7 separate regions of the Mus musculus genome follow, and regions 2, 3, 4, 5, 6 and 7 are each linked to region 1. Evidence: chromatin contacts called from public HiChIP or PLAC-seq and promoter capture Hi-C data. All regions are on one chromosome and are shown on one strand. The core of a region is the stretch at or near the end of the contact, and the rest is flanking DNA. Distances in the headings are between cores, read along the strand shown. Region 1 holds the start of Nbea (neurobeachin). Region 2 has its middle 25 kb from the start of Gm22269. Region 3 has its middle 66 kb from the start of Gm22269. Region 4 has its middle 160 kb from the start of Gm32237. Region 5 has its middle 44 kb from the start of Gm22269. Region 6 has its middle 92 kb from the start of Gm22269. Region 7 has its middle 83 kb from the start of Gm22269.

Region 1 (3,608 bases), core at 216-2,715:
TGCTTGCCTGAGCCAGGCACAGAAATTGTTGGTAGTTCTAAAAGTCACAGTTCTTTTTATTGTTTTTGTTTTCTAATACAGGGTTTCTCTGTGTAGCCCTGGTTGTCCTGGAACTAAAATCTGTAGACAGGGCTGTCCTGGAATTTAAAGATCTGCTTGCCTCTACCTCCCTAGTGCTGGGGTTAAAGGCTTGCTCCACAACCATCTAGTATCACTGGAATTCTTAATTGCCAAACTCTGAAGTCTTAAGGCTCTGCAAATTCCTCAAGCAGTTTTAATGATGTAAGCATGTTATAATTCCATTACTATTTTGTTTAAATAGACATACCAATTTACCACTTTTTTCAGGTACTTTTGTGCAACTACTTTAAAAAATTAATCAATTCAGTGGGAGTTTGTACCACTAATAAACATATAACCAAGAACTAATTGAAAATACAGGTATTAAGAAAGTTTGCCCTATGGTACTTTTGAAATGTTTATAAGATCCTGTATCATGGGAGTTACCAGTCAAAGAAGATGAATAGTAATAAATTATGCATTATGATTCATTTGTATACTGACCATTTCTTTGTTTGGGATGACAATTTAAATGATTTGAATACACCTTAGGATTTCTAATGTTTCTGGTGACTGGCAATATGTCTTTATCGAAAAGGGCTGACCACTTGAAATATTAAAGAAACTATATCCTTGATGTCAAGGAAGAAACCACCAGTCATACTTACGTGGTTTTAACTCAGTGCCATCAGAGATATTGCCATGTGCGTGTTATAATGTTTTCAATTGAAATTTTCTCACGGACTAAGGCTGGTCGTGAGGACCTCCAATGTATTTTGATAATTCATACAATTCTTGTGAACCTCATACGCCTATGGAAAAGGGAGATCACCCACCCACTGGCATCATACCTGAGGATCTTTGGGGATTTCTAGCAGGGGATTTGCTGCACCTACCCAACCACCTCATGAGGGTAGTCAGGGAGGCGAGTTCAAGAACTAGCTTGGCAGAGAGGCTCCCGGTTTGACAGCATCTATTTTAAGCCGCGCCCGTGTGAGCAGGTGTCAGCCTCTCCACGGGCTGTGGCAAGAGCCCGGCGACATTGGGCCTGTCTCCAGACCCCCGCAGCGAGGTGGGGCCGCGGACCCAAGGTGGACCAGGAGGAGGCAAAGGCGGCCGGGAGCAGGTGGCCCTCCACTCACCGCACGTGGCCCGCACGGCGAGGCCGAGGGGGAAGGAGAGCGGACGGGCGAGCCCTGTCCTTCCCCTCGCGACTCCTCCCCGCGCACCTGCTCACCTGTCGGCCCGGTCCCAGCGCGTGGGGGAGGGACGAGGGGTGAGGGATGCGGAGGAGGAGCGCCGGGAGAAAGAGGGGGTGCAGCGAGGACTCCGCCCCCCCCAAGCTGCGCGCAGGCGCAGTGGCCGCTACCGCAGGCAGGGGGCGGCAACATGGCGGAGTGAGCGGCGGCGTCGGGGCTTCACAACAACAGCGGCGCCGGTGGCAGCGGCCCGAGCTTTGGCCCCCGGCGGAGGGCGGAGGGCCGTGCGAGACGAGGCGGCATCCTCGCGGGGGGCCGGGCCGGCGGTAGCGAGCCGGGGAGATCGGTGCAGAGAGCGCCGAGGCGATCTGCGAGGAGCTCCGTGAGGCGAGCGCTGAGGCGGACCGTGAGCTCGCTGGGGAGACAGCTGCGGCAAGCCCGGGAGGAGACCTCGGAAGCGACCCTTGAGGCTGTCCCCGGAGGCGGTCGGCGAGGCGCCGCGCACGGCTGCCGGGCCCGGCTGAGGCGCGGACGGGAGCGGGCCCGGCGCCGCGGCGCTGGTGGATGCTGGGGCTGCGAGGCGCCGGCCGGGGGGCGGGGGCCGCGGCGGGGATAACGGAACCGGCGGAGGCGGCGCGGCGGCGCTGCACAGCTCCTCAGCAGCGGGGCGGATGGCGAGCGACAAGCCGGGCCCGGGGCTCGAGCCGCAGCCCGTCGCGCTCCTGGCCGTCGGGGCCGGCGGCGGTGCAGGCGGCGGAGGCGCCATGGGGGAGCCTCGGGGGGCGGCCGGCTCCGGCCCGGTGGTGCTGCCGGCGGGCATGATCAACCCTTCGGTGCCGATCCGCAACATCCGTATGAAATTCGCCGTTCTGATCGGACTCATACAGGTCGGCGAGGTCAGCAACAGGGACATCGTGGAGACCGTGCTCAACCTGGTAAGCGCCCCCCCTCCCAACCCCGGGCGTCCGCGCCCTGCCTCCCCGCGTCCCTCAGCCTCCTGTCCGTCCGCCCGCCCGCCCGCCCGCGCGCAGCCACGGCCGCGCCACCTCCCTCCTGTCACCCGCGCGGTGCCCAACTCAACCCGGCACTTCCGACGAGTGGTCGGTCCTTAGGGCCTGGGCCGTGAGTGGAGGTGTGAAGCGGCCCTCAGGTCCTTTGGGAGTTTCTTCTCCCCATCTCTTAATTGTCCGTGTTGTGGCTCTGAGAGGGTGACAGCCCGGCCCCTAGAGCCCGAGTCCCCCCAAGCGCCCCAGCCCCCACCCCCTCCCGTGCTCCTGAAATGGGAGAAGCGCACTGGTTCCAACTTGAGCAGCTGGGGTGCTGGGTTTTCCAGGGAGGACGACGAATGATGCAGATTTTGCATCTGTCTTTAAATACATTCCGTGGCAGTGATGGAGCGTGTTGTGCCTGTACTCACCCCTACCTCCATCTCTAGGCAATCTTCACCTCTTTGTAGTATCTCTCCAGATATGCTGATCTCTTACCTTTACGGGTGTGGGGCGCAGAAGGTGTTAAAATGTAAGGGGGGCACCGGATCTTACAGGTTGGTTTCTATGGTTGCGGTGGCTTGAGGATAAAGACCAGAAGAAAGATTTGAAAGGCAGCCTAGGTTTTGGCTCCTTTCATGGTAAGAGAGTTACTGCAGAAGTGTGTATGACTTAATGTTCTGCGCTAGCTACAGAGAACCTAAACAATGTTGAAGATGACTTGGTCCAGCAGAAGGAGAGGAAGAGCCAAAATAGAGCATAATTGAGGCTAGGTCATGGCTTTTGCGCTTTGCAAATGCATTTCTTTTGTTTTTGGTTTTGCCTTTCTTCAGCAAAGCTTCTTAAAAACCCGGCTTCCTCTGCATTGTCTAGCCTTTGACATTCAGTAAGGCTGGGTTTGGGAAGGCAAGGTGTGAGTCAGTAACAGTCAGTTGACCATTGTATTTGGTGTGAAGTCGCAGGAATATAAAGAAAAATGCTTGCTGGGGATTTTTATAACACTCATGAGGTCTGACTTTTCAGAGAAGCAATTATTTCTGTTTGGTGCCTTTGGAAAATTGAAAGAAAACTGCTGCTGTGGCAGTGGTACCCTGAGACGTGGATTAGATAACTCTGTTGTTTTTGCACCTTTGAAATTCGTGGAAAAGTTGGAGTACTTTTTGTCTTCTTTTTGCTAGTGTGTCAACTCAAAGCTAGGTCACCTGCCATTGCTTCTCTGTATGTATTGCAGCTTGAATGCAAAACTCCGTCAAATAAGTCACCACAAAAATCAGTGTAAGTTTGTGAGATTGTCATCCTATAGGTGTAACCAGTTCTTTTCAAAACACTAATGGGATTTTCTGGGGGCGGGGGTGGTGGTGGC
Region 2 (3,844 bases), core at 787-3,286, 900 kb before region 1:
CAGAGAAACCCTATCTCGTAAAAACAAAAATAAAAACAAAACAAAACAAAACAAAGCAAAAACAAAAACAAAAACAAAACAAAACAAAGCAAAACCAAAAACAAAACAAGCTAAAAACTGCAAGAGAATAAAGCAGTTTGTTTGTCTTTGACTCTTACTGTTTTTTTAGTGCCCAGGTAAAGAGGTTGACTAACCAATCAGCAACCTTTGTAACTGCTACATTCAATGGCAGGTGATTCTGTGTATATATCTGTGAAGAAATCTTTCTGTCAGGGAAAGTTTAAAGGTTCAACAACAACAACAACAACAACAGCAAAAAATACAAACAACAAGGCAAAAGCATCAAGATGTGTCTGAAAGTTGACATTAACACACTTCCAGTGAGGCACCAGAGTCCCTTCAAAGGCTTTCCTGTCCTTTAATGTTCCTGTGGCAAGTACTGGTCTCATCCCACCTGCCTGGAAGGAGATCTCTGACAAGGGTCTGTGAGAAACTGCCTCTGCAGCAAGAAGGTCAGAGCAAAATATTGCTGCTCTTTCCACAGTGTTCTGAATGAAGACAATCTCATTTCAAACCAAATCAATGACCTTTACTCATGGTTTCATATTGCCTATTAAATTCCTTCTTGATACATTTTTACAATAATAGCTGATCACTTACTTAGAACAGCAGGTTTCAAAACCAATTGTCTGAAGGAATAACTGTGCAGCTAGCTGTCAACAGGCATTAGACAGGTTTGCCTGGAAGGTGCTCCCTCCAGCTTGCTCTGTCTAAAGAGAGGAAGTAGCTGACAGGCTAAAAATCCAGGGCAACTTTCCAGGGCATCAAATCAAGTGAGCACAGTGAGACTTTATTAGTTTTGTTAAGGCCTCATCAGTATTCCCTAAATGTCACCTTCATCCCTGGTTAAATATCACAAGAAAATATGATCCAAAGGTAAACAGAACTTATTTGGCAATTATTTAGTGTTTATAAATATTCACTTCCTGGCTCTCCTGTACAATAAACCAAGGCATATCAAGAGTAGAATATTTTTGTTCCAGATCAGATATTAATTTATTGGAAGCTTGTTTCACTATATTAGGAGGGAGTTGGCATTAAATATCAATCTGTTCTCTTTTAAGAAGTTTCTGCTAGGTTCTTAGACAAATGTCACTAGTATTGAGGTGGCTCATCAGGCAATGTTCTGGCCATTTTGGCCATTCCATTATCAAATGTGGCTTAACCAGATCATTGCTCTACCTCTACTATTAACTGTAGTTTGCCTCATGACAGATCTGGCTTGATAGTCTTATAATGCTCACATTGTATTCACCATAACTTCTAAACCCATCCTCTATATCTGCATCTCCCAGTGTTCTTGGTGACCATAATCCTATGAGGTGTTTGGTGAACATGCAGAAGTTTTGCTACTGAGATAAGTTTGAGGAAAGCTATATGTTTTCTTTCTTGGAAAATAAAATAATATCAATCAAGTCAAAAAAAATTTTTTGAGCAACACTAAAAATTGTTTATGTATGGTCATCTCATTATTTTTCAAAGTTTATTTGGCTAACAATTACTTTGAATCAGAACTTTTCTGTTCTCTACTTTTCTCCTTCTCCTTGTATTTCTTGCTTGCCCTATTTCTCCAATTCTTCCCCTCACCCTATCATTGCTGAAGAGTCACACTAAGGGACTCATACACACTAGACACACACCACAGCATACTGACACTACTTCAGCCTGAGCCAAGCATGTCTCTAAGTAGAACAAATCACCTAGACATTTTCATTGTAGACTGGGCTTCTACTTTTGTGGTGAGGGCATCCATGTACGGTGAATACATTGCTATTGTGCTTAAATGCTGCAGTGGCTGCACATTTCTCACAGGGTCAAATTCAACACTTCCTAGCAGAGAGGCAAGACCACACATATTCTGTCCCAATCACTTTCTCATTCATTGCCAACTTCTGCCTGCTCATACCACTCTATTTTACTCTAAAGCTTCTCACAATGTGCTCTTTGTCTAGATTCTTCTTCTCATTACATGGAAGACTCACAGTCAGCCTGAGACCAACTTGAACATTATCTTTCTTACAATACTCCCTTGGCTCCAGCATAACCACAGAACCCTGTGTCCCAGACTCCTGGTGTCCCAGACTCCCGAGACACTCATTTGAGTGTCTACTTGTGTAGGTTGTTTTCAATGGAGGCTTGATTTGTGTTTTTCCCACTGGGCCTCAAATTCCATCACAACAGGGCCAGGGTTTATCTGTATCAGTAACTTAAAAATGGACTAAAAGAAGATGGTAGACAAGTTAGTTTAAGGGACAAATGATCATATGACATAAATATTCAAATACGTAATTGCAGTGTAAACAGAAGAGTTAGACTGAATTCTGTTAAAACCAACCAAAGTGATTTATTTGTTTTTGGGCCATTGGTTTATTTCCTGCTTTAGGCTTCAGGCTATTAATATCTTGTGAGCTGCCTATAAAAATATTAATGAAAATTCTGCAAGTTGACAGAAATCTAACAGATTTCCCAGTTCAGTTATTTAGACATATAAATAATTATAGCACATTATACTAATGTCTGTTACTGACTGCTTCTGGATGTTTGACATTCCTAAAAATTAACACATAGCTACTTATTGAACATAACACTGTAGTAGTCAGGAATAGCACCCACCAAGTAGTTGTGTGTAGGTATCACCATAGGGTGGATTTAATCCATAATGTTTACAGACAAATGAAAAAACTGGGAAGGAATTTGTAACTCAGAATCCTGGAATGCAATGTGGTAAACTTGATCGATGTTTCCATTAGCAGAGTCTCCTTGAGTGAAACCAATGCCAAGTCTAAAATACGGTGCCCCTGCTGTCTAATGGAATATCTTCTCTTGGTCCTCTTGCTTATCTTCCTGCATTAAAGTGATAAATGAATTTGCAAGTGTCTTTGCAGTTTTATAGCTCTTAAAAGCAATGTTTTCTTTTTTTGTTTAATATGACTTCAAAGAAAAAAAAGTCAAATATGGAAAAAAAACAAAGTAGAGGCATTTCTTTGAAATTAAATATAAAGAGGGGAAGGGAGTTTGATTTTTACCTATTTTCCCTCCAGGGTGTCTTTTTTTTTCTCCTGCACACATGGTTCATGAAAAGATGACCTGAAAGAACTATCTCCCAGTGATAATACCATTTGTTCACACAAGACTCAAGTCCTAATTAGTGAAATATGCTACTTTTAAACTCAGAGTTAGTACAACTAAACAACCACTTGTCAGCCATGCACTGTGCATTCTCTCCTGCGTAGAAGAAGGCTGTACCAAGCCATCTATTCAGCTGCTTTCATGAAAAGTGTTATTCAGTTGTTTTCTCCTCCAACAAGAATTTATTGAGCTCTGCTATGTCTTAGGCATTATATTATAAGTGATATAATGAATTAAGAAATTTGTGTACTGAGTGATTGATGGAGGAAGGACCAGTCCATTTTGAGTGGAGCCATCCCTGGGCTAGTTGTCCTGTGTTCTGTAAGAAATCTAAGGAAGCAAGAAGTAGCCATTAAGCAGCATTTCTCCAAGGTCTCTGCTTCAGCTCCTGCTTCCATATTCCTGCTTTGTTTGAGTTTCTACCCTGACTCACTTCATTGATGAATAGTGATATGGAAGCATAAGCCAAATAAACTCTTTTCTAAAAAAAAAAAATGGTTCCTGATAGCTCAGTGTGGAAGATGATAATCAGATAATGTATTGCAATGTTATGATTTTATTCTAGGACTAAGGACATGATGGTGTGGGACCAGATAGCACTGGAATGGGGGATGCTCATCAAGGCAGTTCATACCAAAGGACCATATATCTCATC
Region 3 (3,598 bases), core at 955-3,454, 800 kb before region 1:
ATCATTAGAAGATCCTTTCTTTTTCCCTTGTGAGCTTCGAACCCATCCTCCTGATAGGACTCCTCCTCAGCCCTAGTGCTGCCTTCCTTTTCTCTAGCTTCATATATTCAGGTGGTTTGTTTACATCTCTTCATTTGGGAAACAAACACAACAAACCATATCATTAGCTTTAACTGTTCTAGGTGAACAAATTAAATCACTTTACAGAGAGGGGATAACACAAGAAAATGTTTTGAAATTGTGGTCTCTTTCTCTTTGTCTCTATTTCTCTTTCTCTGTGTGTGTGTGTGTCTCTGTGTCTGTCTTTCTGTCTCTCTGTGTCTCTGCCTCTCTGCCTCTCTCTCTGTGTCTATGTATCTCTGTCTGTCTCTGTCTCTCTTTGTGTGTATGTGTGTGTGTGTGTGTGTGTGTGTGTGTGTGTGTGTGTATTCCATAGTTCAATAATGGAGATTGGCTGAGATAAAGAATAGGAAAATTCTCTGTAATTGTTATTGTTTGAACAAATATTTGTTATTGTTTGAATCAGAACTTAGACATTCTGTCCTGTTGTTAGAAGACTCGTACCTTCTTTGTTGATTAAAATAACAACAACAACAAACTATTTTTTTAATGTGGATTTTAAGCAGAAAAAAGTCACTTTTAATTTTGAGTCCATTTTCTGAGCTGGTCAAATGCCAGAATTTGATTTCCATCCGTCGAAATGGGGAACTCAAGATTGTTCCATGCTACTTGGTTTTTCTTCATAGGTTGTAGGTAAGCAATGAATAGTATAGCAGGACATGCCGCACTGCTACCAATCACTAGCTCTTCTCTATAACTTGAGTTTAAGCCTCAGAGACTCTAGCTCTACTTATCTTTAAATATGTGAGAAGAAAGAATTTTGCCTGTCCCTTAAAGAGAGATGCAGAGAGCTCTTGGAGCTGTGCATTCTATAACCCAAGGACAGTCTGTTCTTACAAAAAAAAAGAAAAAGGAAGGAAGGAAGGAAGGAAGGAAGGAAGGAAGGAAAGAAGGAACGAAGAAAAGAAACTAGAGTTGTAATCTGGGGAAGTGGTTCAGTTAGTGAGTCTGTCTATCACACATGTAGCCCTGAGGTTGATTGCCAGTGAAGTACTAGGACAAAAACAACCCCCAAAGAATTAGAATTGGTGTTTTTGTGACATATTTTAGCTTACTGAGATTTTGGTTAATTAATAGTATTGTTTGAAACATGAAAATCTTGTGAGGCTTGTATCCTGTTTTGGGAGATTACTTAGAGCCTATGGGGTGGGCAAATTACACTAGGTATGTGAATGCTTCGTATTGCAGCCTAGAGGCCTGCATGGACGTGAATACAGTGTTCATGGAACAGTTATTGACAGGGTGACATAAAAGAGAAGAAGAAGGATCCATGGCATTGATGTAAAATACTAGTGAGTCCCAAGCCTTTTCCAAGAGAACCAATGATGGTGTAACGTAACAGCAGGAACATCTGACTAAAGGTGACAATAGCGGAGCTGCTTCTTAGGTTGGCCTTGCCTCTTTCCAGATAAAATAAAACATAGCCACTTATTTCTTTTTAATTTCCAGCTTTTATGTGCATGAGTGTTTGTATGCATACCATGTGTGTGCAGTCAGAAGAGGGCATCAAATCTGCCGAAACTGAGTTACAGATGGTTGTGAACACCACGTGGATGCTGAGAACTGGAGTCAGACGTTCTGCAAGAGCAGCCAGTGCTCTTAGATGCTGAGCCATCATCTCTCCAGTCTCGCTGAGCCATTTATTTGAAATGCTGGTTTAAACAGGCAAATGTTTTCTAAGTCTGGTCAAAATAATAGCTAGATAGGAAAAGGACCATGAGATGAACTTCTCTCTCTCTCTTTTTTAAAGAATGTCTATCCATATGTTTCCTTTTCCACTTTTGCTTTAATTTACTCTCCTTGTTAGTCTGTTTTCTTCCCTCCCCATGAGTGTATCTGGGAGCATGACTCCTCTATTGACCTCGGAAATAGCAGGTGGGGGAGATTTCTTATTGTGCTTAGGCTAAGACCCTTTCACGCTGGGCATGGATAGTAATGAAAATAAAATTATCTTCTTCATCTCTCTTCCTGGTCAGGGTTCAGAACAGCTCTGGGAACATTCCTTAATAGTTCGCATATTCCATCAGTCAAATCATAAATAGGTATTTGGATCAGTGTTTCTATGGTGATATGGCATTTGCCAGAATGGTCACACAAATGTAATAGCTAGCTAGAGACATCACAGCTGTTTAAATGAGTTGAAGGTACCCACACACTGTTTCCTTTGTTAAATTCCATTGCAGAATGGAATCAATGTAGAATGTTTTTTATTTCCTGATTTTGATTCACTTTCTGTACTTTAATTCTTTACTGTTAACTGTACTTTATCGTACAGGAGAAATGGATGGGTTTTTTTTTCCTGTGATTTTGAATAAAAGGAAGACTTGGCTTTGGGATTGTGGAGCAGGAAGCTTTCCCCAAACACCAGCGTTGATGTGGGAAGAAGAGACATCAGCCCAATCAAAGAGTAAGGACTAACACAGGAGCATGATGGAGTGACCTAAGAAAGGGCACAGCGAAGGGAACTGCTTACAGACTTGGGAGTAGAGAAGGGAAGTAGTGATTGCAGTAGGAAGGTTTAGGAAAAAAGGAAGGAAAAAGGGGGAACCCAGGGAATATAGGGAGATGATAATGACTACTCATTTATTTATCAACAAACTAGGACCAAGCACCTGTTATATCCTTGGCAGAAGCAGGCTTAGAACTTTCACTTTACAACCATATGTAGCAGAATTTGACTGTGACCCAACGTTCTTTTCTATCCCTTGGATGATACTCAGTAGGAAACAATGATTTTGTTCCTTTCCTTATATTTTCTTACAATTTTAAAGTAAAAACTGTGCTTTGGAAATGAGTAGATACAGGGATTCCAAGTGCTGGCGATGAGGGGAATAGTAATAAACCCAGGTGAAAATAATGTCCCAGTCAGGATAATTGTTTATCATGACTGGTGAATGTGCTGCAGAGGTCAGGGGATGTCAAAGGCACGACTGAAGGAGAAGCTGTCCCTAAGACAGACAGGCAGACAGACAGACAGACCGGACTGTGCAAGAGCTGTTGGACTTACTTTCTACTTCTTTAATTGATTTGTAGATATGCAAGTCTTCTGAAGAAAATTATTATGGAGTGTATATTTTGGCTAAATTATTATTTTATCTTCCATAAATCACAAATTACAAGAGTTACTTATGAGATTACAGAGGTAACATTCAGGACTTTTATGATCTAAATTTTTGACATTAACTGAATAGATTAATGCCACTTTTTAAAAAGTCCATAAAAATAAATGCTCTCTCAAATAAATTATTTTCAACTTTAATGTGGTGCATCAGGCTGACAGATTAATAATTAATGTCAGATAGCACAATGCTGAAGACCTAGAAGCACTGATACATCTTCACAGAAAATTGGCCTAAGAGTGGCAATTTCAACTTAATAACTCAGACTATTCTACAGTCTGCAAATGACATTAATTTATGACTCAAATGGAAATAAACTTTCCTTCTGAATTTCATTAATTCATAATTTTAAGAATAGT
Region 4 (3,924 bases), core at 1,415-3,914, 680 kb before region 1:
GTAAGTCCACGTGGCACTTCCCAGCTTTCCATAGAGTTATCCTGAGAAAGGTTAATATCAACTGCTGGTGTCCATGAAACTTCTCTGTGTTGCGGATTGGTTCTAATTAACTTTTTTTTTTTAAATTTAATCCAGCCTCCATAATCTGGAATCTGCTTATCCAAACATTGAGGGTCCTTGTCCCCAGTTGGTTTTTGATTGAGAACCTCTGGTGGAATCACCATGCCTGACCTAAAGCTGTACTACAGAACATTTGTGATAAAAACTGCATGGTACTGGTATAGCAACAGACAAGTAGACCAATGGAATAGAATTGAAGACCCAGAAATGAACCCACACACCTATGATCACTTGATCTTTGACAAGGGAGCAAAAACCATCCAGTGGAAAAAAGACAGCATTTTCAACAAATGGTGCTGGCACAACTGGCGATTATCATGTAGAAGAAGGGGAACTGATCCATTCCTATCTCCTTGTATTAAGGTCAAATATAAGTGGATCAAGAAACTCCACATAAAACCAGAGACAGTGAAACTTATAGAGGAGAAAGTAGGGAAAACCCTCGAAGATATGGGTACAGGGAAAAATTCCTGAATAGAACAACAATGGCTTATGCTGTAAGATCAAGAATTAATAAATGGGACCTCATAAAATTGCAAAGTTTCTGTAAGGCAAAAGACACCGTCAATAAGACAAAAAGACCACCAACAGATTGGGAAAGGATCTTTACCTATCCTAAATCAGATAGGGGACTAATATCCAATATATATAAAGAACTCAAGAAGGTGGACTCCAGAAAATCAAATAACCCCATTAAAAAATGGGGCTCAGAGCTAAACAAAGAATTCTCACCTGAGGAATACTGAATGGCTGAGAAGCACCTGAAAAAATGTTCAACATCCTTAATCATCAGGGAAATGCAAATCAAAACAACCCTGAAATTCCACCTCACACCAGTCAGAATGGCTAAGATAAAAAATTCAGGTGACAGCAGATGCTGTCGTGGATGTGGAGAAAGAGGAACACTCCTCCATTGTTGGTGGGATTGCAAGCTTATACAATCACTCTGGAAATCAGTCTGGCGGTTCCTCAGAAAATTGGACATAATTGGAAAATTGGAGGATCCCGCAATACCTCTCCTGGGCATATATCCAGAAGATGTTCCAACCGGTAAGAAGGACACATGCTCCACTATGTTCATTGCAGCCTTATTTATAATAGCCAGAAGTTGGAAAGAACCCAGATGCCCCTCAACAGAGGAAAGGATACAGAAAATGTGGTACATTTACACAATGGAGTACTACTCAGCTATTAAAAAGAATGAATTTATGAAATTCCTAGGCAAATGGATGGACTTGGAGGGCATCATCCTGAGTGAGGTAACCCAATCACAAAAGAACTCGCACAATATGTACTCACTGATAAGTGGATATTAGCCCAGAAATTTAGAATACCCAAGATATAAGATACAATTTGCTAAACACATGAAACTCAAGAAGAATAAAGACCAAAGTGTGGACACTTTGCCCCTTCTTAGAATTGGGAACAAAACACCCATGGAAGGAGTTACAGAGACAAAGTTTGGAGCTGAGACGAAAGGATGGACCCTCTAGAGACTGCCATATCCAGGGATCCACCCCATAATCAGCTTCCAAACGCTGACACCATTGCATACACTAGCAAGATTTTGCTGAAAGGACCCAGATATAGCTGTCTCTTGTGAGACTATGCTGGAGCCTGGCAAACACAGAAGTGGATGCTCACAGTCAGCTATTGGATGGATCACAGGGCCCCCAATGGAGGAGCTACAGAAAGTACCCAAGGAGCTGAAGGTATCTGCAATCCTATAGGTGGAACAACAATATGAACTAACCAATACCCCCCCTCCCCCCGGACGGAGCTCATGTCTCTAGCTACATTTGAATCAGAAGATGGCCTAGTCGGCCATCAGTGGAAAGAGAGGCCCATTGGTCGTGCAAACTTTATATGCCTCAGTACAGGGGAATGCCAGGGCCAAGAAGTGGGAGTAGGTGGGTAGGGGAGTGGGTGGGAGAGCATGTGGGGGACTTTTGGGATAGCATTGAAAATGTAAATGAAATAAATACACAATTAAAAAAATAAGAAGTGAAAGAAAAAGCCAGTGGCAAATGGTTGGGCAGATAGACTGTGGTGAGCCCTTTAGATGTGCACAGGGTAAAAACTGGGAGGAGGATAGTAGAATTGCCATGATTTTCAGGCAAACCGATCAGGATCAGACTTAGAAAGACAATCATCCAAAATGTAGGTGAGAAGGAATGTGGCCTCCAGACAGGCTGCCCAGAAGCGTATTGGACTGCAAAGACTAGAGAGCTCCACAGAAGGAGTCATGGCAAAAAAGATAAAATATAGATGTAGAGGGTGTTAAGCCAGGATTACAGGAGAGAAATAAATGCTAGCCTTGGGGAGGATTAGAACTGCCCAGCCTTTGAGATAGCCAAGGCATACCAAAAATTAACTGACGTGTGTGTGTGTGTGTGGTGTGTGTGTGTGTGTGTGTGTGTGTGTGCGCGCGCGTGTGTGCGCGCGTGTGTGTCTTTCCTTCACAAAGCCAGATAGCTCTTCGGCAGCTGCACACATGCAACCCATCAGGAGCACAAAGCAGTATAGCTAATTTGCTGCTACAGCTCCCAGCTTGTCTGCTAAGGGTCTGAACACATATTGCATTCATTATCTCTTGGGACAGATTGAAGCAAGTCTTTTTGTGAGAATTACCATGATGTTTCTCTTGTATAATATGATGAACAAAATGTGCATATCTGAAAACAGGATGACATTTCCCCTTCCCATTTTTGGAGCAGTGACTGGCTTGTTGCATTATTATTCTTTGTGATTTAGGTATGATGAATACTGCAAGGACCATTCTGAGACATGTGTTCCCACATGATTTCATGATGGCTGACTTCACACAGTACACTATTATCTGCATTGCATGGATGAATAACTTAACATAACCTCTTGTTTATTATATTATCTCTCTCTCTCTCTCTCTCTCTCTCTCTCTCTCTGTGTGTGTGTGTGTGTGTGTGTGTGTGTGTGTGTGTGTGTGTGTGTGTGCCATGGCACATGTGTAGATGTCAAATGACAACTTTGTACAGTTCTCTCTTTCCACTTTCATTTAGGTTCTAGAGATTGGCCTCAAGTTCTCAGGCTTATACAATAATTGCCCTTAGCTGCTGAGCCATTTCATTATCCTTACCTCTATCACCATCACCATCATCACTATCACTGCTGGCTCTACTACCACCACCAACATCATCACCACTACCAATTGCAGTATTACTGCTACTATCATCACTACTATAATCTCTACTGTCAACACCATATTCATAACTATATTGGATAATCTCAGGGATCCAACTTCTTGGATTCAAGTCCTGATCTCGCCATTAGAGCTGCATGGCTATGGAGAATAGATAAGTAGTCTGAATTGTGTAATGCAACAAATGTAGATAGAAATAATATTTACAATGTAGGGTACTTGTCAAAATAAAATAAGTTAAATAATCTAAATTAGCAACAAGGCTATCATGTGTAAAATATGCAGGAAATATTAACTCTTTTCATCATTACTCAAGTTTATATTTGATTGATGTTACATCAGTTATTTCCATTACTTTCTGTCCTAGTTGCTTTCTGTTGCTGTAGTAAACCCCATGGCCAATACTAGCTTGCAGGAGGAAAGGGTTTATTTCACCTTATGCGTCCAGGTCATTCTCCATCACTGAAGGAAGTCAGGGCAGGAGCTCAAGCTGAGAGCATGAAAGATTGCTGCTCACTGACTTGCTCTTCATGGTTTGCTGAGCCAGTTTTCTTACAGAGTTAGGACCACCTTCAAGTTGGAGCCTCACACATCAGTCAATAATCAACAGGATAATATCCTTCAGC
Region 5 (4,006 bases), core at 1,442-3,941, 830 kb before region 1:
TTATGGATATTATACACACAGAGAAAAAGAGAGAGTGAGAAGGAGAGAGAGAGAGAGGGAGAGGAGGGACTTGTACTCAACATACATATACACTTAAAAATGTAGAAGCTTTTTCAACACGTGCTTTGTTTTCTAGCTCCTGCTAGTCCCCATAGAGAAGGATTCACTTCCCCTGCTTTCAGAACACTTCTACCAGCCTAGGGAGAGAAAACACCAGCTTGCTCCTTGGTAGAGTCTTCTGCTTCAGACAGTGTGCAACTGAAGCTGAGATTCAGTTGTCCATATTCCATGGGCAATTCCAGACTTTCTCCTGCCAGCTCTTACGAGCTTATTTCTATTCCTGTGTACTTTAATTTTATTTTTACTTTAAATGTGATTTAAAAAGCAATGGAGACAGTGTGTGTTCAGTATTCTTGCTTAACCAGATGTCTGTACATGTGGAAATGAAAGTATATTTCTTGAGAAACATGAACATTCAGGGATTTCTCTTGATTGGAAATGTAGAGAAGTCTGCCTGCCTCCAACTGGAATGATTTTGTTCCCTTGAAGATTACAGCAATGCTAGAGAAAAAGATATATCCTTAGAAAGTACATCTCAACTCAAATCACATTCATGAAGAATTATCAAAACTTTAAAGCCATAGCCATGATAAAGAAAATGTCATACCCAAGAGTTTTGTTTTCTGTATTGTTATATACTTTTTCCTCTTAGTATTAATTTATGTTGGTGTTCTTGAATTGTTCCCCTGTTTTATGATCTCAGCCAAATCTTTATCTCTTTTGATACAGCACTCAGTCACATGTTGGATAAACCACAGAACAAATCTATAGAATAAACTTGAACCTTGCTATGTTTTAGAAATCCCTAAAAGGCAACTCTCTGAAGATTTACAGAAATTCTGTAGAAATATACAAAATAACACCAAACAAGACTGCTACCTTCATGTTGGTTTCGTTGTTCCCTTCCTTCTGATTGGCTAAGGGGCATCAAAGGTGAGAACAGTATAATATTATGCTGTTAACCTGTCATCCCACCCATCCCCTGGGTCAATCATCGTAGACTGACTCCTGTTGTTTCCTTACTTCCTCTGTGTTGTGACATCCTCTCTTAGAAGCAGAAGGAAGCTTAAAGGCTCAGGAAGCTCATAAAGTTACATGAATCTCAAGGTCAGTCCATAGGGTTATAAAAGCAGTAAGCATCTCAGAGGAGAGGAGAATCTTCAGTAGAGGCTGAAAATATGAGCCCATCTAAATATTTGATCTGATTAAACCAACTGGAACAACCAGAATCAGCCACGACACCAGGAGAAGTTCTCTACTGTGCCTCTCTCAACAAAGTGAAAAGAACATGAGACCAACAAAGTGTTTCAAGGCTAGCTATGGCATCAAAGTTTCAAGCATGGCATCAAAGTCTCTTGAGTCATATTTATACTCTTACCAAACATTACGCCTGCCCCTAAAACACAGTGTGTCTGCATCAGCAAAACATCACATGAATTTGCATCATATGACCAATCCAGAAACTTCCATTTCAAGCACTAATGTTTTAGGGTTAATTATAGTAATAACTTTATGGCTTCTTGCTAAGGCTCTGACAAGTAACTTCAGACTTTTGTCCTCTGAGCATTCACTGGATCTCAAAGCCTCCCCATCCCACAATGTCACTCATAGCTTGGTAGAGACTTGATTGATCTTTTCTCATCTTCATTTCTTTCATTTTCGATAGTTTATATTTTTAAAGTATTTTCTTTGTGCTAGATATTGTAATCAAAACGTGACAAGCATTATCTAAATTAATTTTCATCTTGTGCTAATATAGTGTTTGTGCTTATCCTGTGTTTATATGTGAAAAAGTACATTTAAAAATGTACATGCAGAGAGTTGGAGAGATGGTTCAGCACGTAAGACCACTGGCTGCTCTTCAGAGGACACAGGTTCATTTCACAGCACCGACAGCATGGCTCATGACTACCCATCATTCCAAGTCTAGGGAACCTGATGCATCCCCTAGCATCCAAGCACAACAGAGACCTGTATGGTGCACAAGAAAGAATGCAGGCAAAGTACCCACACACATACAATTTTATAATAAAATAAAGAATTTCCATGAAACTGGTCCAGAGTCACCAAGCTGGAGGGTAATGGAACCTGAGACACGAGTGGAGTTTCCTCTAAAAATAACCAGTGTTTTCTGTGATCAGGCTGCTCCTTGAGGTCATTGCTACTACGGTTCTGGGACAGGAGATAGTCTCTGTCAGGATGTGCTCTCAGTCTTTCTCCAGGCATGTCTGAATCTACTTTCAAGAGAGCTCATTCTTTCCAACTGTGGAAGGTTCCCAGGGAACTATTATGCTCCAGAGACCAGTCTTGAAATTGCTGAAAGCAATTCTTTTTCCTTCTAATTCCATCCTGCCTCCTCATCTTGTTCTCATTAACTGAAAGGAGACAGGAAATGTAGCAGAAAAGCTTCTTTTATCCTGTCTCCTTCTTCTGAAACAAAACAAAACAACAACAAAGCAATACCAGATGAGGCCATGATACTCTTTTGGACTCAGTCTGTTCCTGTAGTGCCTGAGATCACACCCTGAACTTTGCCTATGCCATGCAAACAAAACCTCTACTAATTACTCATTGCACCTGAGCACAGAATGCTATTGGCAGAGGATGGAGAGTCTAACCACTGCCATTTCAAAAAACGATCAATTTATCAGGAAACATAAAGTTACACACTATACCACTTTAAAGATTTATTTACTTAAAAAGTATGTATATGCTGTGTGGCCAAGTGCATGTTTGGCACCACATGTATGCAGTACCTCTGCCTGTGGAGGCCAGAGAGGGTCAGACCCCCCAGAACTGGAGTTACAGACAATTCTGAGTCCCCATGTGGGTTCTGGGAGTTCTGAAGAGCAGCCAATGATCTTACCCACTGAGCCATCTCTCTAGTCACCAAACTACATAATTTTAATTAATTTTCTATCATTCATGTTTACCCCAGTTAGATTACTAAATCAAGGACATCAAGGCTCATGTCTATTTTACGTTTGCTTTTATTCCCCTAGTAGTGAACATAGTGTCTAAATGAGATATTTGTTAAGTGGATGAATGAACAAGCAATATAGTGATTAACATGGGCTCCTTGTTCAGAAATACAGGTGCATCATGTGAAAGGCTTTCCTAACTACATAAATACTTAATGCTCTAGTGCACATTTGGGAAAACATGAAGTACAAAATGATATGATCCAGGCCACAGATTTGAGATGCTCTGGCTCATTACAGCAGAAATTACAAGTTGATGAAATGATTATGACCTAAGTAATCAGTGGTCTCAGTTTTGTTGGAGGGGATTCTGTTAAGGGATAGATGAGAATTAAAGACTGAAATCGAGAGTTTAAGGTACAGCCCTTCTCTGTACCTTAAACCAAAGAAGCCTATGTATTCGTGACTATATGTACATAGTAAATAAGGAAAATAATTTTGGTTCAAAATTAATTTTTGAAAACATTTGAAACAAATGTTTAAAAAACATATGTGTATGGTGTGTCTACATGGATGTAAGTACACTGTGTCTATGCACTGTCAGCAGAAGCCAGAAGAGATTGTCAGATCCCCAAGAACTGGAGTTACTGGTGGTTGTGTACGGTCATGTGAGTTCTGGGGACCAAAGCCCCATCCTCTGCAAGAAGACTGATCCACTAAGCAGTCTCTCCAGACTCCAAAATATAAACAGTTTAAAATTAAGAAATGTTATATATAGCACACACACACACACACACACACACACACACATATATATATATATATATATATATATATATATATGCTATTTAAATTTAAAATGAGGAAATGCTATATATAGCATTTATATATAGATATATGTGTTTATCTATCTATCTATCTATCTATATACATGCATGTGTGTATGTATGTATGTATAGCATTTTTAAAATTTTGAACTGCTGAAATATCAGCATCAAGTAAATAACAAGAGCTGGGAGATTCAA
Region 6 (3,757 bases), core at 855-3,354, 780 kb before region 1:
TGCGCTGTGCTGCAAATTACACCCATACTCTTCACATTTTATTTTGCATCTATTTAAAAAACTTAATCTTAAAATATGGCACCAGAGCTGTTTACCTGAACACACATTTCAGCAGAGCCAGAAGCATTAACTGTTATTTTTTTTAATCCAAGAAAAATAACATGAATTTTCCCTGCCCTCTCACACATAAGATTCTCTTTAAGATTAAAATTTTAAATAAGATAATGAATGTGAAATGCTGGCTTACGGCAGAGCACAACAAATGGTATCTATTATTATTAGCTTATGATCCTATAGCTTAGGAAACTGGTCCTTCCCTTACAGGATGAATCTCATGATTCACACAAAGTCATAAGAGGCTAATCTTTGACTCAGTGTTATACCAGCTAAAATATGTACTAATTATAAAAAATAAAAGAATTTCAATGGAGAGAACACTGATGTGATCTGCAATTACAGGCAGAAGGACTTAACAGGGTATGCAGAATCCTTATTTTAATAGCAAGCAAATGTGATGGGGGTAGAGGTAGAAACTGTCTTGAGCAACATAAGACAATCTCAGTGCTATGACCCAGCACAGGTTTCTCAGATTCTAATGTAACATTCTAGATCTCTTTCATGAGGTCTAAACTAAACTACTGGGCAAAGTGGCAGAAGGGGCAACCTCAACTGGACTGTGTTCTGTACTCCTTTAGCTGGCGAGCAATCTCCAAAGTCCTGGTATTGTGCTTTTAGCTTAAGAGTTCCACCTGTTAGGTCAGTATATTTTCACTCACTTGGGAAGTCTGCCCACAGCCACAAGGAGCCAGGTGACATCACAGAAGGTGGTGCTGATGCATGTCTGCTTCCCAGAGCAATGCAAGCAGGTTTTCCATCACCAGCTGCCATGCTCCTGGAACTTCATTCACACCCTGTGTTGTTTCTCCAAGTATATTCGAGGGTGAGGCTAGATTTCCTTGGTGGCAGATTGCAGTTTGGTATTATTAGAAAGTGTTAGTTAAGGTTGTCGAAAACCCTTTGCTTTCCTCTGCCTGTCAATATTTATTGATCCTCCATGGTGTCCAGAGCTGCATTTCCCCTATTCACCTCCCGGCTAGCAAGATCCCTCTCCAATTCTGGTTTAAGAAAAGGATTTCTTTTTCTTCCAAAGCAGTGACATTCAGCCACGCGTGATCACTTCTTTAAAATGCATTGCAAGCCACTGCACATTTATTCCTTGTATGACAGAGACATGTGTGGACTTGTGAGAAAAGTCTTCTTAGCCCAAAATCCATCTCAGCAGTGAATGTGAAAACCTAGGATGATGGTATGGATGACAACTCCTGCTCAGAGCATCCTTTCCAGAGGGCAGTGGAACTTGCTTCATCTACAGAGTCCCTTTGCTTTTGGCAGTCAGTGCTGTGAGGATGAGCACCAAGAGGCCATTGGAATGAACTTTCTGTTCATGTCAGAGTGCAGACAGAGAGGAGTAGGTGGGAATGACTCAGTGAAAGAACCAGGCATCTGCTCGAATGGGGAGACTGATATGATTCACCACCTGCTCCTCTGAGCAGGGATCTGACTCACTGTTAAGAGAGGCTGGTTTCTAAGGCAACCACAAAGGGGCAGGCAGCAGCAGCTTATGTGAATGTGGTTTCATGCGGTCACTGGTTCCCTTGTCTAGTGACTTCCATACTTGGCTGGTTACCTCCCAAGAAATGCTTTCATTTCGTTAAATGCCATTGCAGAGAGAGGAAAATGTTCTCTCTCTCTCTCTCTCTCTCTCTCTCTCTCTCTCTCTCTCTCTCTCTCTCTCTCTCTCTCTCTCATGATTATTTATAGATGCACACATGTTAGTAGCAAAGGCTTTTGTCTGTCCACAAATTAGCAACTGATTTCTGTTCTGAGTGATCTTGCCACCAGCCCCATTGGAAAGGCCCTGTTCATGGCAGGAAGGAAGGATTCAATTGGAAAACTGTAAAAGAGAAAGAAAAACTATTGAGTCTTGCCTGTCATGGTGGTACACATCTTTAATTTTAGCATTCAGGAGGTAGAAGCAGGTGGATCTCTGTGCATTCTAGGCCAGAGTGCTCTACATAGTGAGTTCCAGGCCAGTCATGGATAGGGAGTCTCCATCTCAAAAAAAAAAAAGTACTGAGACTATGGAGTCTAGTTACATGATCATGACTCAGATGTATAGTGATTACAAGATTTTTGCTAAAATCTAGTCCTTAAATATCCCCAGAAGGCCCATATGTTAAAGACTTTGTCTCCAGACTTGTGATGCTGAAACCTGTTGCAAACTGCTGAAGGTGTAGCCCAGTGAAAAGGTTTGGTCACTGATGGAGAAGACGAAACAGAGGGTGGGAAGATCTCCAAGGGGATGGTGGAACCCTAGTCACTTTCTCTGTCTCTCTGTAATGCTTCCCTAACAACAAGAAAATGGTTAAGTTTCTCCACAGGAGATCCCTATGTATGATGCCCTGCTACATACTCAAATGCAATGACGTCATGGGGTCAAGGATTGAAGGACCCAAAGTTGTGGGCCAAAGGCCACTTTTCCTGTTCACAGTACCCCCTCCCCTACCATTTTGTTACAATAATGAAGAACTGCCTAATAGAATAGATATATAAGGACAATATCCATACATCTATTTTATTCTCTTCTCTGCAGTGCATGTGTGTTGGGACTGAGGGGTAGGACCTTTCCAAATTTCAATGCATTTGGAACCCAAGGACAACAGAAACATCGGTTACTATGAGCAGAGTGACATATATGGATTGTACCAGAGAAGAAGACTTTCTATTCTACTAGGCTAGTCAGGATGCTAATTATCCCTGCAAGGCAGTATATAAGTTCGTACTTAATCCAATTAATTGAATAAAAAGTTTGAACATAATTATTATCTTGTTTGGAAGTGAAAAACTGCTGCCAAAACACTCCAGAAGTTTCTTCATCTAAAAGACAAACTTTCCCACTTGAATTTAATTTGTGCTCATCAATAGTTATTAATAGCTTCAAATAACTTTATTATAGACAATGATAAGGAAAGCAGCAATTTATCCAGTTTTGAAATTACCACATGTCCTGATTTTGTGTGTTTTACATTTAACAAATTTTTGTTAGGTATTTTCCCCTAAAGATTTTTTTTTTATACAATTAATTCTATTGTTGAGAGAGCTAGATAATACTGTGCATACTTAAAGAGTAAGAACACTCTGAAGAGCCAATGCATTTATCCTTACATTCAATAGACTTAGGCAGTTGTCTGTATAATACATAATTCTACATCAAAATTGGGTAGGACAGATGTCCTTGGGGGAAAACAAGGGAAGATTTCATGAAAACTCAGCAGGCTTTAGAGTGGTTGCATTTCACAGTTTAGATGCTTTTGCCAACAAGGGAAAAACAAGCTCAATGGATATTGACCAGGGCAGATTTGCAAAAGCATTACAGCACAGGTTTTAACAGGGAACTCCAGGTAGATGATAGAAGCCAGACTAGTTGATGCCTAGGAGAGTCCTAGCAATTACCACCAAAAGGAAACAGTTCCTTCTCTTTCATGCTAGGTAAGTACCTACATCTCTTGGGTCCCCCTCTCCTCCCTCCCTCCCTCCCTTCCTTCCCTCCTTTTCTCCTGTCTTGTTTCCCCTTCCCTTTTCTTCCCCTTTACTTCTCATCATTTTCTTCCCTTCCTTTCCTCTTCTTTCCCTTCTCCCTTTTGCCTCCTTTTTCTTGTGTGATAAAGGAAATGTAGAGAAAGGAATTAGTAATGAT
Region 7 (3,768 bases), core at 687-3,186, 950 kb before region 1:
GTTTTTGTTTGTTGAGAACTAAATTAAGATTGAGTGAGTAGAAAGGGCAGAATGATCTGGAAGGCCTCTGGGAAACAGAAGAATATAATCAAATTGTATTTAACTTTACAATTTGTTTTAAATAATAAAAAAGCCTTCAGAGGGAAAATTTGTCTAAAAGTTGAAGTACGGGCTTTTAAACTTTTCACTGTATATCTGCAGTAAATAGAAAGAAATGTGATTTGATAAGAGAGGTAGTAGGGAATAGCAGACTTGGAACAGTTAAGAGAGAGGCAGACAGAGATTGAAGGAAGTATGGGGTGGAAAGAAGTTGATGGGAGATCAAAGGAAGAATAGAGAATCTAAATATTCTAAGAGCGTGGACAGAGAAAGGAACAGGTAAGAAAAGGACAAAGAGGAGGAGTAGCCAGAGGGAGATGTCCTGGTGGCTAAGGAGAGAAGATGAAAGCGTGTTGGGTTGAGTTGGCAACATGTCCTGGCTTGAGTCCTCACTTTTGTCTTTGGCCATCAGAATCAATCCCTACTCTCCAGCAACTGACTGTGATTCCATTCAAAGCTGGTGTAGCTTTCTTCCCCACTTGCGTTCTCCCTGATGATTCCTAGCATCTTTGGTCTTTGTGATTGGTTCTAAGTACAACGGGACTCAGCAGCTGCATCTTTTCCCTTCCTTGGACCCCGATTTGGGCATGGTTTCTCATCACTGAGCCTGTCTGTTTTATTTTGATTTTGCCAGAGTACCTGTATAGGGTTATCTCTTGACCGCTTGCTTTCTTTCTAAATGCAAGGTGCTGCCTTTCTTTTAGAAACGTTCTTCTAGTCTCCTCTTTGGGTCTCTGACTTCCTGACTGCAACCCATGCCCATGACCTACTTTATAAACTCATGTAGGGCATCCTCTTATCCCACCCATTCTGATGGTGTGCCTACATGGTGATACAAGCCAAGGAACACTTCACTGTTAACTACTTCCTAGGTTTGATGGTGTTGTATATGTATTTGGCTGTGGTGAATGTTGGCCCTTTAGGGAGCTTAACTGGGAAACTGTAGAGTCTTCAAAAGCTGGAATTAGTGGGAAGTCCTTAGAGTACTGGGTATGCCCTTGAAAGGAATTAAGGTAGTTTTCATGTGACTGTTCTTAGCTCTTTTTCTTACTTTCTGGAGAGGGACATTTTCTTTAAAATAAGGTTGAATTGGGGTTTCCTTAGTTTCTCTCTTTCTGTTCAGCTATATAACTGCTTCCACTGGTAATATGATCTTGTCTTATCTACCACCTTCACGACTGTCCAACAAATCAGGCCACCTCATCGTAAACCCTGAGTATTCTAATAAACCAAATGTGAACCAAATAAGCCCTTTTCCTCTATACATAGCTCGCCCCGGGCATTTTGTTATGGTATTTGTAAACAGACGAATATAGACGGTTTACCAAACCATCCATATTACTTTTTTACTCTATCATCTTTTTTCTTAGTTAGCCATAGATAACATGTGTTTAGTTTTGTCTCTCTCTGATAGGATGGCTGCTTCCTGATGATAGGCTATTGTTTTGACTTTATTTAAATATTCTTTGTACCACAGAATACTCTGATCATAAATGATTTCTTGTTAAATTACATTTCTTAGAAAATACCTCTAGAGTGCGGTGGTCAGCTTTTTGGTAGAAAGTACAAATGCGTCAGTGAGCGTTTTGCACAGCCCAGCGCGGCCTCCTGAGCATCGACCCACACCTGACACAGACCACACACTTTCGCCATCACCGCCAGAGAAGAGCCAGCCAGATCGAAGCACGCTAGGGGGTGGGGTGGGGGTGGGGGTCGGGCGTCCCTTCGCCCCAGGAAGCAGTTTGCCTCCAAAACGGGAAGCAGTTGTTGCTTCCCAGGAGGCGGGACTGGGCGGGTCAGGGCACAGCGGCTGACAGCGGGGGAGGAGCCGGGTCCACTGCTGGGTGGAGGGGCAAGGCAATTGTCCTTATCCTACCGACAGGCCCGGGCCTGGGAGCCAGTTGGAGTAGAGGCAGCAGCGGGAACGATTGGGACGAGCGGAAGCAGACATGTTGCTCTTCGTTGAGCAGGTGACATCTAAAGGCACTGGTTTAAATCCTAATGCCAAAGTATGGCAAGAAATTCCTTCTGGAAATCCGGATGGCACTCCTGTAACTGAACCCTCTTGGCATGAAACTGCAGCCACATCTGGATCTCACCCTGAGGGCAATACAGAACTTTTAGAAGATATGTGTAAGGAATGTGAAGTAATGTATTCTCCATCTTGTGAAACCACAAGAAATACTGCAGGCATTGAAAAGTCAGCTGATGGAATGATCTTAGGACCTGAAGACCTGAGTTACCAACTATATGAAGTTTCTGGAGAAAGCAGTTCAACAATTTCTACAGAAGATTTAAAAGAATGTCTGAAAAAACAGTTGGAATTCTGTTTCTCACGAGAAAATTTATCAAAGGACCTTTACTTGATATCTCAAATGGATAGTGATCAGTTCGTACCAATATGGGCAGTTGCCAACATGGAAGAAATAAAAAAAAATAATGACTACAAATACAGATTTAGTTCTTGAAGTATTGAGATCTTCCCCCATGGTAAAAGTTGATGAGAAGGGAGAAAAGGTGAGACCAAGTCATAAGCGATGTATTGTGATTCTCAGAGAGATTCCTGGGACCACGCCTGTAGAGGAAGTGAAAGCTTTGTTTAAAAATGAAAACTGCCACAAAGTGATAAGCTACAAGTTTGCACACAACAGCAACTGGTACATCACTTTCCAGTCAGACACAGATGCACAGCAGGCTTTTAAATACTTAAGAGAAGTCAAAACATTTAAGGGCAAGCCAATCATGGCAAGGATAAAAGCCATCAATACATTTTTTGCTAAGAATGCTTATCGATTAATGGATTCTAGTATGTATACTCAACCTATTCAGACTCCTACCCAATATCCCTCACCAGTCTTCATGAAACCAGTGTATAATCCTCAGCAGTACTCAGTGTATAGTCTTGTGCCTCAGTCTTGGTCTCCAAGTCCTGCACCTTACTTTGAAACACCACTGGCTCCCTTTCCCAATGGTAGTTTTATGAATGGTTTTAGTTCACCAGGATCTTACAAAACAAATGCTGCTGCTATGAATATGGGCCAACCATTCCCAAAAAAATTGTGTGAAGCCTCATTTGAGGTCATCCAGTCGTTCAGAACACTCAACAGAGGGCTCTGTGTCATTGGGGGATGGACCACTGAGCAGATCTAGTTCAAGGATCTTTCTTTCTGAACGGCATAACCCAACAGTAACAGGGCACCAGGAACAAACTTATCTTCCAAAGGAGGCTCCCATTTTACAGATGGAACAGAATGGGAACTTCGGAAGAGTCAGGCGAACTCTCTTCAAAATCTAGCCTTAAACTCTGTGCAACAGAATTAAACAAATGGACTAGCAGTTGTCTTTGGAGTCACTGGTGCACACCAAAAACAAAGAGCAATTTAGAAGAGAAGTGATACAATTTGTGGGGTGAGCTATTGTTTGACATCTTTGAATATAATTTCTATATTTTTATATATGATTATTTGATAATTATCATTTTCACAATGGTGGATGCTCTTTTTGGAGCTAGAGAGAAGGTCTTTAACCATTTGCACTTCTGAATTACCAGAGTTCCTATTATGAGTACTATTCTGTTTGCTGTGAAGAGACATCAAGATCAAGGTGACTTTTACAAAAGGGAACATTTAATTGGGGGCTTGCCCTCAGTTTCAGAGGGCGAGTCCATTG

What was found. Promoter capture Hi-C pulls out the DNA fragments that hold promoters and counts their contacts. HiChIP or PLAC-seq counts read pairs in DNA pulled down with a chosen protein or histone mark.
Region 2: a promoter capture Hi-C map of liver shows a contact between it and region 1, with 4 times the contacts expected there. The contact joins the enhancer-like site here to the promoter of Nbea in region 1. A contact is called at or near these places in 11 of 39 promoter capture datasets (the 3T3-L1 cell line, 3T3-L1-derived adipocytes, the SN4741 cell line and 6 more), 2 of 115 datasets of contacts at active chromatin or transcription factors (embryonic forebrain and pancreatic cancer cells) and 1 of 9 other capture datasets (embryonic stem cells).
Region 3: a contact with region 1 is called in a promoter capture Hi-C map of hippocampal neurons, with 10 times the contacts expected there. The contact joins the enhancer-like site here to the promoter of Nbea in region 1. A contact is called at or near these places in 3 of 39 promoter capture datasets (the 3T3-L1 cell line, hippocampal neurons and liver), 8 of 115 datasets of contacts at active chromatin or transcription factors (SST interneurons, VIP interneurons, embryonic forebrain and 5 more) and 1 of 9 other capture datasets (embryonic stem cells).
Region 4: a promoter capture Hi-C map of second pharyngeal arch cranial neural crest shows a contact between it and region 1, with 2.7 times the contacts expected there. The contact joins the enhancer-like site here to the promoter of Nbea in region 1. A contact is called at or near these places in 7 of 39 promoter capture datasets (the 3T3-L1 cell line, the C10 cell line, the SN4741 cell line and 3 more) and 6 of 115 datasets of contacts at active chromatin or transcription factors (VIP interneurons, astrocytes, embryonic forebrain and 3 more).
Region 5: a contact with region 1 is called in a promoter capture Hi-C map of cranial neural crest, with 4 times the contacts expected there. The contact joins the enhancer-like site here to the promoter of Nbea in region 1. A contact is called at or near these places in 8 of 39 promoter capture datasets (the 3T3-L1 cell line, cranial neural crest, embryonic stem cells and 5 more), 5 of 115 datasets of contacts at active chromatin or transcription factors (astrocytes, embryonic forebrain, embryonic midbrain and 2 more) and 1 of 9 other capture datasets (embryonic stem cells).
Region 6: a contact with region 1 is called in an H3K27ac HiChIP or PLAC-seq map of neural progenitor cells, with 9 times the contacts expected there. The contact joins the enhancer-like site here to the promoter of Nbea in region 1. A contact is called at or near these places in 3 of 39 promoter capture datasets (the 3T3-L1 cell line, hippocampal neurons and maxillary cranial neural crest), 3 of 484 Hi-C or Micro-C datasets (cerebral cortex and cortical neurons) and 14 of 115 datasets of contacts at active chromatin or transcription factors (the NIH/3T3 cell line, SST interneurons, VIP interneurons and 10 more).
Region 7: a contact with region 1 is called in an H3K4me3 HiChIP or PLAC-seq map of forebrain, with 8 times the contacts expected there. The contact joins the enhancer-like site here to the promoter of Nbea in region 1. A contact is called at or near these places in 4 of 39 promoter capture datasets (the SN4741 cell line, cranial neural crest, frontonasal cranial neural crest and 1 more) and 7 of 115 datasets of contacts at active chromatin or transcription factors (SST interneurons, embryonic forebrain, embryonic hindbrain and 4 more).

What each region holds. Positions count from the first base shown.
Region 1 is chr3:56,181,558-56,185,165 of GRCm38.p6, reverse strand. It overlaps Nbea (neurobeachin), which reads left to right and starts at 1,465. Exons shown (of 58, transcript NM_030595.1): 1 at 1,465-2,194. The coding sequence starts at 1,931.
Region 2 is chr3:57,077,568-57,081,411 of GRCm38.p6, reverse strand. No RefSeq gene overlaps it. Among named protein-coding and RNA genes, the nearest start is that of Gm22269, 25 kb to the right of the region's middle. Within about 2 kb of position 2,036, at least 8 of the 459 cell types and tissues checked have an H3K27ac peak or open chromatin away from gene starts, as enhancers often do. A contact at or near this core is called in pancreatic cancer cells, where this site is marked.
Region 3 is chr3:56,985,962-56,989,559 of GRCm38.p6, reverse strand. No RefSeq gene overlaps it. Among named protein-coding and RNA genes, the nearest start is that of Gm22269, 66 kb to the left of the region's middle. Within about 2 kb of position 2,204, at least 2 of the 459 cell types and tissues checked have an H3K27ac peak or open chromatin away from gene starts, as enhancers often do. A contact at or near this core is called in hippocampal neurons, where this site is marked.
Region 4 is chr3:56,858,776-56,862,699 of GRCm38.p6, reverse strand. No RefSeq gene overlaps it. Among named protein-coding and RNA genes, the nearest start is that of Gm32237, 160 kb to the right of the region's middle. Within about 2 kb of position 2,664, at least 8 of the 459 cell types and tissues checked have an H3K27ac peak or open chromatin away from gene starts, as enhancers often do. A contact at or near this core is called in second pharyngeal arch cranial neural crest, where this site is marked.
Region 5 is chr3:57,008,021-57,012,026 of GRCm38.p6, reverse strand. No RefSeq gene overlaps it. Among named protein-coding and RNA genes, the nearest start is that of Gm22269, 44 kb to the left of the region's middle. Within about 2 kb of position 2,691, at least 1 of the 459 cell types and tissues checked has an H3K27ac peak or open chromatin away from gene starts, as enhancers often do.
Region 6 is chr3:56,960,563-56,964,319 of GRCm38.p6, reverse strand. No RefSeq gene overlaps it. Among named protein-coding and RNA genes, the nearest start is that of Gm22269, 92 kb to the left of the region's middle. Within about 2 kb of position 2,104, at least 86 of the 459 cell types and tissues checked have an H3K27ac peak or open chromatin away from gene starts, as enhancers often do. A contact at or near this core is called in the NIH/3T3 cell line, SST interneurons, VIP interneurons and 9 more, where this site is marked.
Region 7 is chr3:57,135,114-57,138,881 of GRCm38.p6, reverse strand. It overlaps the pseudogene Gm8177. Among named protein-coding and RNA genes, the nearest start is that of Gm22269, 83 kb to the right of the region's middle. Within about 2 kb of position 1,936, at least 35 of the 459 cell types and tissues checked have an H3K27ac peak or open chromatin away from gene starts, as enhancers often do.